Linked DNA regions of Sus scrofa: regions 1, 2 and 3 are each linked to region 4. Evidence: chromatin contacts called from public HiChIP or PLAC-seq data. All regions are on one chromosome and are shown on one strand. The core of a region is the stretch at or near the end of the contact, and the rest is flanking DNA. Distances in the headings are between cores, read along the strand shown.

Evidence for each region. HiChIP or PLAC-seq counts read pairs in DNA pulled down with a chosen protein or histone mark.
Region 1: a contact with region 4 is called in an H3K27ac HiChIP or PLAC-seq map of alveolar macrophages. The contact joins two enhancer-like sites. A contact is called at or near these places in 1 of 5 promoter capture datasets (fetal liver) and 1 of 2 datasets of contacts at active chromatin or transcription factors (alveolar macrophages).
Region 2: an H3K27ac HiChIP or PLAC-seq map of alveolar macrophages shows a contact between it and region 4. The contact joins two enhancer-like sites. A contact is called at or near these places in 4 of 47 Hi-C or Micro-C datasets (adipocytes, embryonic fibroblasts and skeletal muscle) and 1 of 2 datasets of contacts at active chromatin or transcription factors (alveolar macrophages).
Region 3: a contact with region 4 is called in an H3K27ac HiChIP or PLAC-seq map of alveolar macrophages. The contact joins two enhancer-like sites. A contact is called at or near these places in 3 of 47 Hi-C or Micro-C datasets (embryonic fibroblasts and fibroblasts) and 1 of 2 datasets of contacts at active chromatin or transcription factors (alveolar macrophages).

What each region holds. Positions count from the first base shown.
Region 1 is chr13:157,331,453-157,334,405 of Sscrofa11.1, reverse strand. It overlaps NXPE3 (NXPE family member 3), which reads left to right. Exons shown (of 7, transcript XM_003132693.4): 2 at 1-21. Among named protein-coding and RNA genes, the nearest start is that of NXPE3, 5.0 kb to the left of the region's middle. Within about 2 kb of position 1,430, at least 2 of the 83 cell types and tissues checked have an H3K27ac peak or open chromatin away from gene starts, as enhancers often do. A contact at or near this core is called in alveolar macrophages, where this site is marked.
Region 2 is chr13:157,191,199-157,194,094 of Sscrofa11.1, reverse strand. No RefSeq gene overlaps it. Among named protein-coding and RNA genes, the nearest start is that of NFKBIZ, 80 kb to the left of the region's middle. Within about 2 kb of position 1,309, at least 18 of the 83 cell types and tissues checked have an H3K27ac peak or open chromatin away from gene starts, as enhancers often do. A contact at or near this core is called in alveolar macrophages, where this site is marked.
Region 3 is chr13:157,258,730-157,261,429 of Sscrofa11.1, reverse strand. It overlaps a transcript of NFKBIZ not described here. Among named protein-coding and RNA genes, the nearest start is that of NFKBIZ, 12 kb to the left of the region's middle. Within about 2 kb of position 1,404, at least 5 of the 83 cell types and tissues checked have an H3K27ac peak or open chromatin away from gene starts, as enhancers often do. A contact at or near this core is called in alveolar macrophages, where this site is marked.
Region 4 is chr13:156,899,726-156,902,700 of Sscrofa11.1, reverse strand. No RefSeq gene overlaps it. Among named protein-coding and RNA genes, the nearest start is that of ZPLD1, 220 kb to the right of the region's middle. Within about 2 kb of position 1,435, at least 6 of the 83 cell types and tissues checked have an H3K27ac peak or open chromatin away from gene starts, as enhancers often do. A contact at or near this core is called in alveolar macrophages, where this site is marked.

The sequences.
Region 1 (2,953 bases), core at 181-2,680, 430 kb before region 4:
CTGGAAATTAAAAAAAAAAAGGTAAATTAAATTTAGTTATATGTTTTTATTTTTTGGTTGATCTGGGAAACTTTTTTTTTAGAGTCATCTTTATCTATCTATCTATCTATCTATCTATATTTTTTTTTTGTCTTTTGTCTTTTTAGGGCTGCACCTGTGGCATATGGAGGTTTCCAGGCTAAGGGTCCAATCGGAGCTGAAGCCGCTGGCCTATGACACAGGAACACAGGATGTGAGCCATGTCTGCAACCTACATCACAGCTCATGGCAGCACCAGATCCTTAACCCACTGAGCAAGTCCAGGGATTGAACCCTCATCCTCATGGTTCATTAACTGCTGAGCCATGACGGGAACTCCTCTGTCTAGCAATATTGTTCTAACTCAATTCTAAGGCAATTTGAGATACCAAATCATATTTTCCTGCTCTCTTTGCAGATAGATTTCTTGTTTTGAGGCCTAGGTTTTATATTTGTAGGAAAAAACTAGAAATCAGGTTGCAGATTTCTTCTTTCACTTTTAAACCTTTCATTTTAATTTTTTTCTCATATCTTTTTTTTTTTTTTTAATCTTTTGGGGGCTGCACCTGCAGCATATGGAGGTTCCTAGGCTAAGGGTCGAATCGGAGCTGTAGCCACCAGCCTACGTCACAGCCACAGAACGCCAGATCAGAGTTGCTTCTTCGACCTACAGCACAGCTTATGGCAATGCTGGATCCTTAACCCACTGATTGAGGCCAGGAATCGAACCTGTGTCCTCATGGGTGCTAGTCAGATTTGTTTCCACTGAGCCACAACGGAAACTCCGTTTTCTCATATCTGATTTAATGCCTTGTTTATCCTTACGGCTTATCTTTATTACTTTTTGAGAGCAGCTTTATTCTTCATATTTGTGATTTTTGTTTCCTGGTGAAAATGAAAGAGGAAAACAAAAAGTGCTCAGAGGTGACACCTATCAGTGTTTTAGTACATGCTTTTTTGGAGGGGTCTGTTTAGTGCCCCTTAGGCTCTATGTGCTTGGGTAGAAGGATGAATCTCTCATTCTCAGTGTTCCACCTGCTTGTAGCAGCAAGTCAGAGCTTTTGCTGGCATGACCCTCCATAATGGTTTTCAGCAGAAGTCCCTGGCTGTGAGGGGCTTCTTAAGTAATTGCAGCTGCCTGTAGCTCTTTCGTGCCTTTAGCTCTGAGGTCTGCAGCCCTTGCCATCCTTCTGCACCACTGACCATTGCTGTTATGCAGCTGGCCAGCTCTGAGCCACACTGACATCCTCTGAACTGCTGACATTCACATAGTACATGGACTGTGCCTACCATGGTGCAGCCGGATTCCTGTAGAGTATCATCTTTGGTTTTCTCTCTGGCTATCAGGAAGTGTCTGATTCTTGGCCAACTCCTTAAGAAGGATTTCTACAGAGGAGCAGCTGGGGCTCTGGTATAGAGTTATTTCCTCTATTTCACAGCCATTTCCTTCCTAGAATGTATAGGCACTTCAGGGTGGGTAGATACCTGGCTCTTGGAGAGGGGTGGTGTTGGGGGCCATGAAATGGTTTAGTGCAGTCTTTCACAGTACCTGGCATCCCTGTATAGGTGTCCAGGAGTGGGGGATTTATTCCTTTTTAATTTAGAAGGGAAATACCTCTTGCCTAATATGAGTGTAAGCTTTGCCAGGGGAATTTCTGGCACTTAGTATGGTGTGTGGTACAGGGTAGGCCTCCATAATTATTTGTTATATGTATTGTTGAATCAACGTATATCATGTAAAGAGCTAAGTACTAAGGAAATCAAAAAAGTATGATACATTGTTATCATTAAGTTGCTTTTCTCTGATGTATAGTTTCTGATTTTTTATTTTGTAATGGCTGTACCTGATATGGAAAGTCCCAGACCAGGGATTGAGTCCAAGCTGCAGCTGGGACCTATACTGCAGTTGTGGCAGTGCTGGAGCTGTTAACTCACTGCACTGGGCCAGGGATTGAACCCTTGCCTCTGCAGCAACCTGAGCCATTGCAGTCAGATCCTTAACCCATTGAGCCATAGCAAGAACTCTATAGTTTCTGAGTTTTTAAAAAATATGGTCTTACTTGGTAGTGTAGTTGGGAAAATAACTACACTACAAATATAGAGATTGGCTGAGAAGTGAAAAAGTGCTAAGGTGTTCTGAGGAGGAAAAGCATATTGGAATAGCTTACCCTTGTCTCCTTTATGAAGCTGTGGTGAAGAGGGTTGTTGTATGTTCTTGTGGTAGGAGACTTGTGGTATGGGAATGGGTTAGACCAGAAGAGTAGAGGGCGGGGGAAGAGGGGGCTTGCCAGGTCCAACACAGAACTGCAGGGAGTGTTGGTGCAGTGAGATATTCTGAGCTCCTCTGCACTGTGATTATGCATCCTATTTCCTTTCCCTCTCTACCCTGGAAAGCCTCTCTGGGACCAAAATACTAGCACTTCACTGCTTACCTATATCTTCTTCTTATTTTTATTTTTATTTTTTTGCTTTTTAGGGCTGTACCTGTGACACATGGAGGTTCCCAGGCTAGGGGTCGAATCGGAGTCATAGCTGCTGGCTTACACCCCAGCCAGAGCAATGCGGGATCTGAGCCGTGTCCGTGACCTACACCACAACTCACTGCAATGCCGGATCCTTAATCCACTGAGCAAGTCCAGGGATTGAACCTGTGTCCTTATGGATCCTGGTTGGGTTTGTTACCACTGAGCCACCACGGGAACTCCCACTGCTTGCCTGTATCTTAATAGCAACTGGGGAGAGCAGTTTAAAGTAATTACATGGGAGGACAGTTAGGAGCAGCATACTCTCAAGTCCTCTGCCTGTGGTAGGTGTGGTGAAGGATTCAGCTGGCCTGTTACTCAAGCTCAGCTTTCCTCTCTTCAGGGCAGCTATCTTTCCTCCTGTGCCTTGTTACTCAGCTGAGGGAGCATCAGGACCACACATGTGGTCGGGG
Region 2 (2,896 bases), core at 60-2,559, 290 kb before region 4:
TATGTCACCATGGAAGTGGTTCTGTGGATCACCTATCTTTCTAGCTGATAAGTTTTTAGGAAGAGCCTTGATTTTTACTAAAACCAAACTCACAGGTATTGTGAAATCCAGGCACTGCTTTCTAGTTTATTGTCCCCTCTCCATTACCCAGAGTAACGAGGCTGGATATGGGCTGTCTATTTCCTTGTTTGTCATGTAGGTGGTGATTCATTAGGATTTTCCCAGTGAGCACTGCACTGATGAAACTTGTTGTCTTGGTGCATGTCAGTGCTCTTGGAAATCATCACGTGGTTTGCCTGTGCTCTTCAGCCTTGGGCTGGCCTCTGTGAGGGTTTTATAGTTTCTGACTCATGTGTCTGTGCCTTCTTCATGTAACCTTGGTGTGGCAGCCCTGAAATGGGAATGCATGTACACAACTGGGAGGTGGTTAAGGTAGGAGGTTGAGATAATGCACCATCACATATAAGGCTTCATCTGCTCTGGGATACCCAAGAATGCTCTTTGAAAATCATCTAATAGTTGAGGTAAAGGTGAATTTGTTTCTGCATTCCTGATATATACTTTAGTCTCCCTCTCCTTTTGCATGACATGGATTGGCTTTGCTGTGTAAGAGCTAGGCTAATACCATCTTAAGGAGCTTCTTGGTGGATTGGTTCACACTGACCTCTGTTCTACCCTGTGAAATCACTGAGGTTTTTATTTGTTTTTTTCAAGAGAAGGATGGGAAATAGACAAGCAGCTGTGACATCACCCATGGCTTGGGAGGCATCTTCCTCAGGACAGGACTATATTGTTGACCTGGGGCTTGCTCTTTCTGCTCGTCATTGTAAGATGTCCTTTTTTTTTTTCTTTTTTTCATTGAATGACTTTCCAAAGTGAAAAGGCACAGCCTTTTGTTAATGTATAAAATTCTGAAGGGTACCCAATAAAGTGAAAATAGTAATGCAGGTTTAGACAGTGAAGATTGTCTCTGTGGAAAAATTATAATCAAATCTTTGATTTCCTCCCTCCATTCTCTAGGTCTGGAAGGAAAATAGTTTTTCCACTTTATCCCCTCTGTTCCAAATTCATTTTTGGTGTGGAGAGTTGTAGATTTTATCATTGTAACACAGAAATGAACTCTTTTGATAGTCATCACCTGAATCAAAATGGGTGATAAAGAAGTTCAGGTCAAGAAATACATCATGCAGCTTAATGATGGAAAAGACTCAGACAGTTTTTAAAACACTGGGATTGAAATTTTATGGCTTCTGAGGATGACTCACTACTTAGCTGTGTCATGAGTTTCGTTTTGAAATGAAATACACTGTGTGGTTTCATCTGAGGCTTCATGTTGATGCAAAAAGGAAATGAGCCCATATTGGGAAGTTAGTTTGAAATACATATAATTAATGATGAAAAAAGTGTCAAACTGTTGTTTGGCCATCCTCTCCACCTCTGGTCTGGCATTACCAGGCTGTTCCACAACTGTAGGATACCTGTCTGTCTTCTCCACTGAGAACTTGTTAAGGGCACAAATTGGATTAAAGCAAACAGAAGGTAGTCTATGAATGGCTTTTGAGTGAACAAGTGAACAGCTCTAAGGGAGTGAAATCTTTAGCTCAGGTCTTCCTGGGTAATTGTCAATGAGACTCTTTAGTGCATCCACACACTTGACTTTAAGCACAGTCCTATCTACAGAGGGTGTTTTACAAGGTTATTTTCACAACAGCACTCTCATTCCCAAACTTGGATGTTCTCTTGAAACCAATAGGGGAGAAGGTGTGGTGAATGTAGAAAATGTAGTAGAAACAAAGCAGATGTGATGAAAAAATGAATAACATTAATTATTTTAAAGTTGATCTTAATTTGTTTAAATTCACTTCCATATATTTTGAAGAGGTACAATGTTCTAGATTTTCTTCCAAGGATACTAGATTCCTGTGGTGAGGAGGGAAGCAGAAAGTAGAGTTATTAGATAATTAGGGAGGATGTTCAAAGAAATTAGAGAAGAAGGAAAAAAATTGTATATAACAAGATATGCAACTGAACTGCAAGGTGGTAGAATTTAGTCTTTAGATGCGTAAGCTTTTAAGTCAGACCAGGACTGAGGCTGGTTCTACCATTATTAGCTTCGAGAATTTAGAGAGGTTCCTTAATACTCAGTTACTTATTTGCAAAATGGAAATAATAATAACAATGCACTATAAGGCTATTATGAGGGTTAAATGATACATTCATGTACATCACACACCCAATATGGGGGTGCCAGATCAATGAATGTGAGCTCTTAGTGATTAAATGTGAGAATGGAAAGGGCTAGGGAAGTAGCTCTGGTAACTAAGTTTATTTTAAATTTTCTGTTGATAATCCATGTAAGACACAAACTTTTGCTAAGAAATGGTATTTGTTACTTGTAGACCAATCAGAATTACCATGTAATTGACAACATTTGAAAATCAACATTGAGGAGTTCCCATCATGGCACAGCGGAAACGAATCCGACTAGGAACCATGAGGTTGTGGGTTCAGTCTCTGGCTTCACTCAGTGGGTTCAGGATCTGGTGTTGCAGTGAGCTGTGGTGTAGGTCACAGATGCAGCTTGGATTTGGCATTGCTGTGGCTCTGCTGTAGGCTGGTGACTACAGCTCCAATTTGACCCCTAGCTTGGGAACCTCCATATGCCTTGGGTGCAGCTCTAAAATGACAAGACCAAAAAAAAAAAAAAAGAAAATCAACATTGAGATTAGTACATACTTTCCCATATTTTACAGAAGTAAATATCTTGAATGCCTTCTCCAAAGAACACAGAGCACAGAGTTAGTTCATTTCTGACAACCAAAAAGGCTATCTTCATTGTCCAAATTCTGACCATACAGTCCAAGGGAGACACCTGTACTTTTTAGAGAATAACAGT
Region 3 (2,700 bases), core at 155-2,654, 360 kb before region 4:
TGCTATTCTTCTTAAGGATGTGCATTTTCTTTTCCTAGTCCCTTATTTATATTTCCCAAGGTTGAAAAGCCCTATTAGTTACTAATTTAAAACCTTGCAATTAGCCATTATTTATTTATTAGGGATTCTTTTGAGAACATATTTCCTGAAGTTATGTAAGACCTACCATCAAAAAACTCGTTTGCCAAGTTCATTAGAGATTTATTAGATTCTGAAAATATGGAAGTTTAAAATACATTGTTGATCATTTAGATGTTTATGTGCCAAAAAAGCTAAGTCATTATGTTTATGACTGTATTTTTCATACTTTCTCTTGTGGGAGCAGTGAACATAGGAAAAATAGTTTGGGATTCCCAGGAACATCCTGAGAGATGTAAACCTGGGAACATCAGTAAATGGGGTCCCTTCTTTCCCCAACATGCCATTTTGATGAGTTAGAACAAACACATAAACATCTGTCAACATTAGTCATTTACAGCACGTATATTCTAGTTCTTGTAACCCCTTTTGGGAATCTGATGAAAGCTGTAAATCTTCTCCCTGGCAAAATTGCACCTATGCACATACACACAAATGCTGTTTACAATGTCAGGGGCTACACTGCCACCAGGGGCCCATGACTAACAGGTTAAGAATCTACTGTAGCTCTATTTCTGTACATCATTTTTCTTCTTTCGTATAAATGAAGTCTCAAGAGTAACATATTGCAAATGCAACCTGATAACCAGAACAGTAGAAATAATGAACCTCCATTAAATGTATCTATACTATGAGCTTTTTCCCGAGTGAACTTACATATTCTTCATCCCAAGTTCTCTCATAATTAATTAACTGGACCAGTGCTTAGTAAGCATGTGATTGCGGGTTCGTGCACGCAAAGCTTTCTGATAGATAATATGTGGCATTTAAAGACATGAAAGGCATATTTCTTACCCTTAAGTTATATACATGGGAAGCATGGCATGTATTTGATTAGAAAAAAGAGGAAGAAACATAAAGATGGAGAAGAAGACTTTACATCTGAATGTGGAGAACTAAGGAGACTTCAAGGTGGAGCATTTTGAGTTGTATCTTCAGAAGAGCTGATTTGAATGTTCCTACAAGGGGAGAGGGAGGTGAATGAAACAGAAAACATGAATCAAGGCAATAGTATTTTGGGGGAACCACAAGTGACTCACTGTAGCTTGGTTAATATTTGGATGGCCAATAAGTTTCATCTTGTGTTCTACCTATAACTGGAAATATTCTCATGAGTGGTGTATTGGGAAAGATCTTCAGGCAGTTTAGGGGCTTTGGCAGAAGAGGGTGCTGTAATTGGTGAATATCTGCCATATGGGCAGAGAGGGTGGTTATTGTTGGAATATTTCCTAAAGAATGACCGCCCAGAAGCCAAGACTATGGGCTCAAGGGCCAAGCAGAGTGCTTGGCATGCAGTAGCAACTTAGAGGATACTGAGTGGATGAATGTATGTCAGTCCTGGTTGGGGTCATTGGTTTTGTGTGGAAGTGATGTTTTGAGCCAGAGATATACTGTAAAGTACTAATGAGTTAATGATCATAATTCTGAACTTAACTCAGCTATGTAATTTAACAATGATGTCAATGATATGTTAATGAAAAATGGCATTGTTGCACTCTTAAAAAAAAATTAGAGTTAATCCTGTGGAAAGGATTAATTCTAATACCTGTAGTGTGATGTTTCACTAAGGAATTTCCTCAAGTGTCAGAGACCATATCTTCCAGCTCCATTTGTTAATCAAATAAGTAACAATATCATTTCTAAATTTTTACTTAATCAGGAGTGGAGAATTTCCTCAAATTCTTCTAACCTTTAGTAAATGTCACCTTCTTAAACTCAGTACCACTGACTTTCTCATCTTTTGATAATACCAGTTCCGTATTGAACGTGACTCCAGGGAGAAATCAACTTCAGCCACTGGCTAAGTTCTTGTTGATCGTTCTGAGGTCAGGCTAAGGGACAAGATCTTACATTCATTATAACCAGACACTCGGGTTTTTGGTTGTCCTGCTAGTGCCCTGGATTTGTCCTTGAGAGGAGAGGAGTGACCATGTTTTTCTTCATCAGAGGCTCCTCACCTAGCACAGTGTCTGACACATAGTAAATGTTCAATAAATACCTGAATTTAATTCATAGCTTCCTTTTAAAAAAAATTTTTTTTTTTGTCTTTTGTCCTTTTAGGGCCGCACCCACGGCACATGGAGGTTCCCAGGCCAGGGGTCCAATTAGAGCTACAGCTGCCGACATACACCACAGCCACAGCAACGCAGGATCCGAGTCGTGTCTGTGACCTACACCACAGCTCATGGCAATGCCGGATCCTTAACCCACTAAGCAAGGCCGGGGATCGAACCTGCAACCTCATGGCTCCTAGTTGGATTTGTTTCTGCTGTGCCATGACGCGAACTCCCATAGCTTCCTTTTTAATTTATATTTTCTCAGTATATTTTATACCTCAATGTGTAAACATTTTATCATTCACATGGAGTTTATAACTTAAACCCAAAAGACTTCATCTTTAGCTATACACCAAGTCTGGTTTCACTTTATCTTCTCAGTCCCCTCACTCCACTCTTGGAGTCTGTGTCGACTCAGAAATGTCACATGAATGGCACGTTTCCCCGAGGACTAAGTGCAGATTGCTCTCAAAGTGTGTCTAGTCTCTTATGTGTGTTTATCCTC
Region 4 (2,975 bases), core at 186-2,685:
ACTGCAATAAATATGGTGTTTTTTTTCTGAAAAAAAAGAAAAAGAACTAAGACTGGCCAATTGTAACTCCTTGAGGAGAATAAGAAGAGATCACAGACAGTAGAAAAATTAAGGGTGTAGTGCAGTGGAAACCCTGAGAAAACAATAGGGGGTCAATCATGTTGGGTGCTGCTAAGCAGTTTCCTGGAATGAGGGTTGAAAAATGAGGGAGTTCCCTGGTGGCATAGTGGGTTAAAGATCTGGCATTGTCACTGCTATGGCTTGGGCTGCAGCTGTGGCACAGGATTGATTTCTGGGCCAAGAACTTCTGCATGCTTCAGGTGTGGCCAAAACCAAAAAACCAAAAAACAAAACCTCCCAATCATTCTGAGACCCTGCTCCTCCACTTGCATACTTTCTGGAACTAAAAGAGTCACCTAACATATTTGACTTTTACTTTTATCATATGCAAAGTATGGATGGCAGAGAAAAAGAGGTGTGGGTTAGGAAGTGCTAGGCATCTCATCCAGTGCTACATCTTACAAGGTAGGTGTTGAAGAAAATCTACATGATTTTCTACCAACTCTTAAAAGCTTGTTGTGATATATATGCACATATACTTAGCCATAAAAAAGAGTGAGATTAATACCATTTGCAGATGAACCTAGAGATTATCATACTAAGTGAAGAAAGCTAAACAGAAAAAGACAAATATATATGTGGAATCTAATATACATATTAACACATACAAATGAACACATGTACACATACAAATGAACTTACAAAACATAAAGAGACTCACAGACTCACAGACATGGAAAACAAACTTAAGGTCACCAAAAGGGAAGTCTGGGGGAGGGATAAATTAGGAGTTTGGAATTAATATATACACACTACTATATGTCAAATAGATAACCAACAAGGACCAACTGTACAGCACAGGGAACTATACTCAATATTTTTAATAACCTATAATGGAAAAGACTGAAAAAGTATATCTATATATAATACATATATGTTATGTATATTATATATATATGTATGTGTATATATATATATATATATATATATATATATATATATAAAACACTGAATCACTGTGCTGTATACCTGAACCTAACATGATATTGTAAATCAATTGTACTTCAATTAAAAATTAAAAAAAACTCTGATGTATGAGAATATGTATAATAACATTTTACCTCTCAGGACAGAAGAACAAATTTTCTGAGTCACTCTGTAAACTGGCATGTGCTAGGTATATAGAAGGCGGTATTTCTCCTTACCAAGACAATGAATGTCAAAGAGAATTTTTGTTGTGTACTTGTTGTGGCAGCTTTAAGGCAGATGTACCATAATGGTGATTCCTTGGAGAAGGAGCTGGGGACAAGGTGGTCAAGGCTGTGATCCAGAGTGTTAGTGCATCAGTATGTTGGCAGTTCAGAAGTCCCTGAGGCTTTAGGATTTGTCTCCCTCTAGTGTTATTTATGACAGCCACTAGGAAATATCTCCTTGTCCTCATACAACAGAGCTATCTGGAAGTTCTGCATAATCTGAAGCCCTAGGTCGGCGGTCAGTTCAGGACCCTGTGCAGCCCTCCCCTCAGCATGACTCTCAGAACCTCCTGTCATTTATTGCTGTCCCTGTTGCTGTCATTTATTGCTGTAACAGGAGATAGAGGAAAATGGAGGATGACCCCCTTCTGTAGGTCCGTGCTGTGGAGATGGTGCAAATGGTAAGAGAAGACAGGAAAGGAGGGAAGCAGAACATAAGCATATTGGCCATTTTCTGGAATTGGGCTTCCAACCAGAGTGAAATGGAAATACGGCAAAATCTGACACATTTTAAAAGGATAAAAGTCAGTATCTAGGTAAGAGACGATGGTGGTGCAGACGTAGCAGTAGAGGATATGTTTTGAGGATAGAGCCACCATCATTTCCTAACAGCTTTGACATAGAATGTGAGAGAAAGAAAGGAGGTAAATGTTGCTCCAAGAGTTTGAGCTTGGAGAACAGGAAGAATGGAAGTGAATGAGATGTACAGGGGACAGTGGAAAGTGAGGGAGCAGATTTGGGACAGAATATTGGAATTTCAAAAGTTGTCCATGAGGACATGAGTTTGATCCCTGACTTTGCTCAGTGGGTTAAGGATCCTATGTTGCTGTGAGCAGTGGTGTAAGTTGCAGATGTGGCTTGGATCTGGCGTGGCTGTGGTACAGGCTGGTGGCTAAAGCTACGATTTGACCCCTAGCCTGGGAAACTCCACATGCCATGGGTGCGGCCCTAAAAAGACATAAGACAAAAAGAAAAAAAAAAAAGTTTTATACATGTTGCATTTGCGATATCTGCTGGCCATTTAGAGATTCTGAGCAGGCAGTTGGATATATAAGTCTGTAGTTATACTGTAGACTGTATCTCTGGGGTGTTCTGCAGGGAGAAATCCTTAGGCCCTCAAGTTGCTATCCCATGCATTAGGGAGGCACACTCAGAGTACCTTGTTCAGGAACTCAGTTGAGTGTGTTTCTCAAGTGCAGGAAACTGACCTTGGGTTCTCATACAGAGCCTCCAAGCAGTGAATGCTCAATAAATGATGTTTAAATAGAGAACGCCTTAGCCATTGATGGGAAGCAAGGCCAGCCTTTGTCATTGGCCTATGGTGTCAGCTCTCTGGGGATGGTTTTGAAGATTCTGTCAAACATCCTCTCCCTCAAATTACTCTCTGTATGATTACAATTCTACTTTTGGAATTCTACCCATTAAAAGGCCTGTTCTTAGGCAAAATGCAAGCATGCCTAGGAGAGCAAAATTTCATCCTCAGATTCTTATATCTTACTATATTTGAGTTCTTTGGGTCTATTCTGATAGCATTTGACTAAAGACATTGAGAAGAAAGTGGGGTAATGAAGGGATAAGGGAAACGTAGCTACAAAAAATCTGATTTTACAGACTTCACAGTTGTGCCTAGAGCTTGTCCTGATTGATAGCTTGACAAAGCAA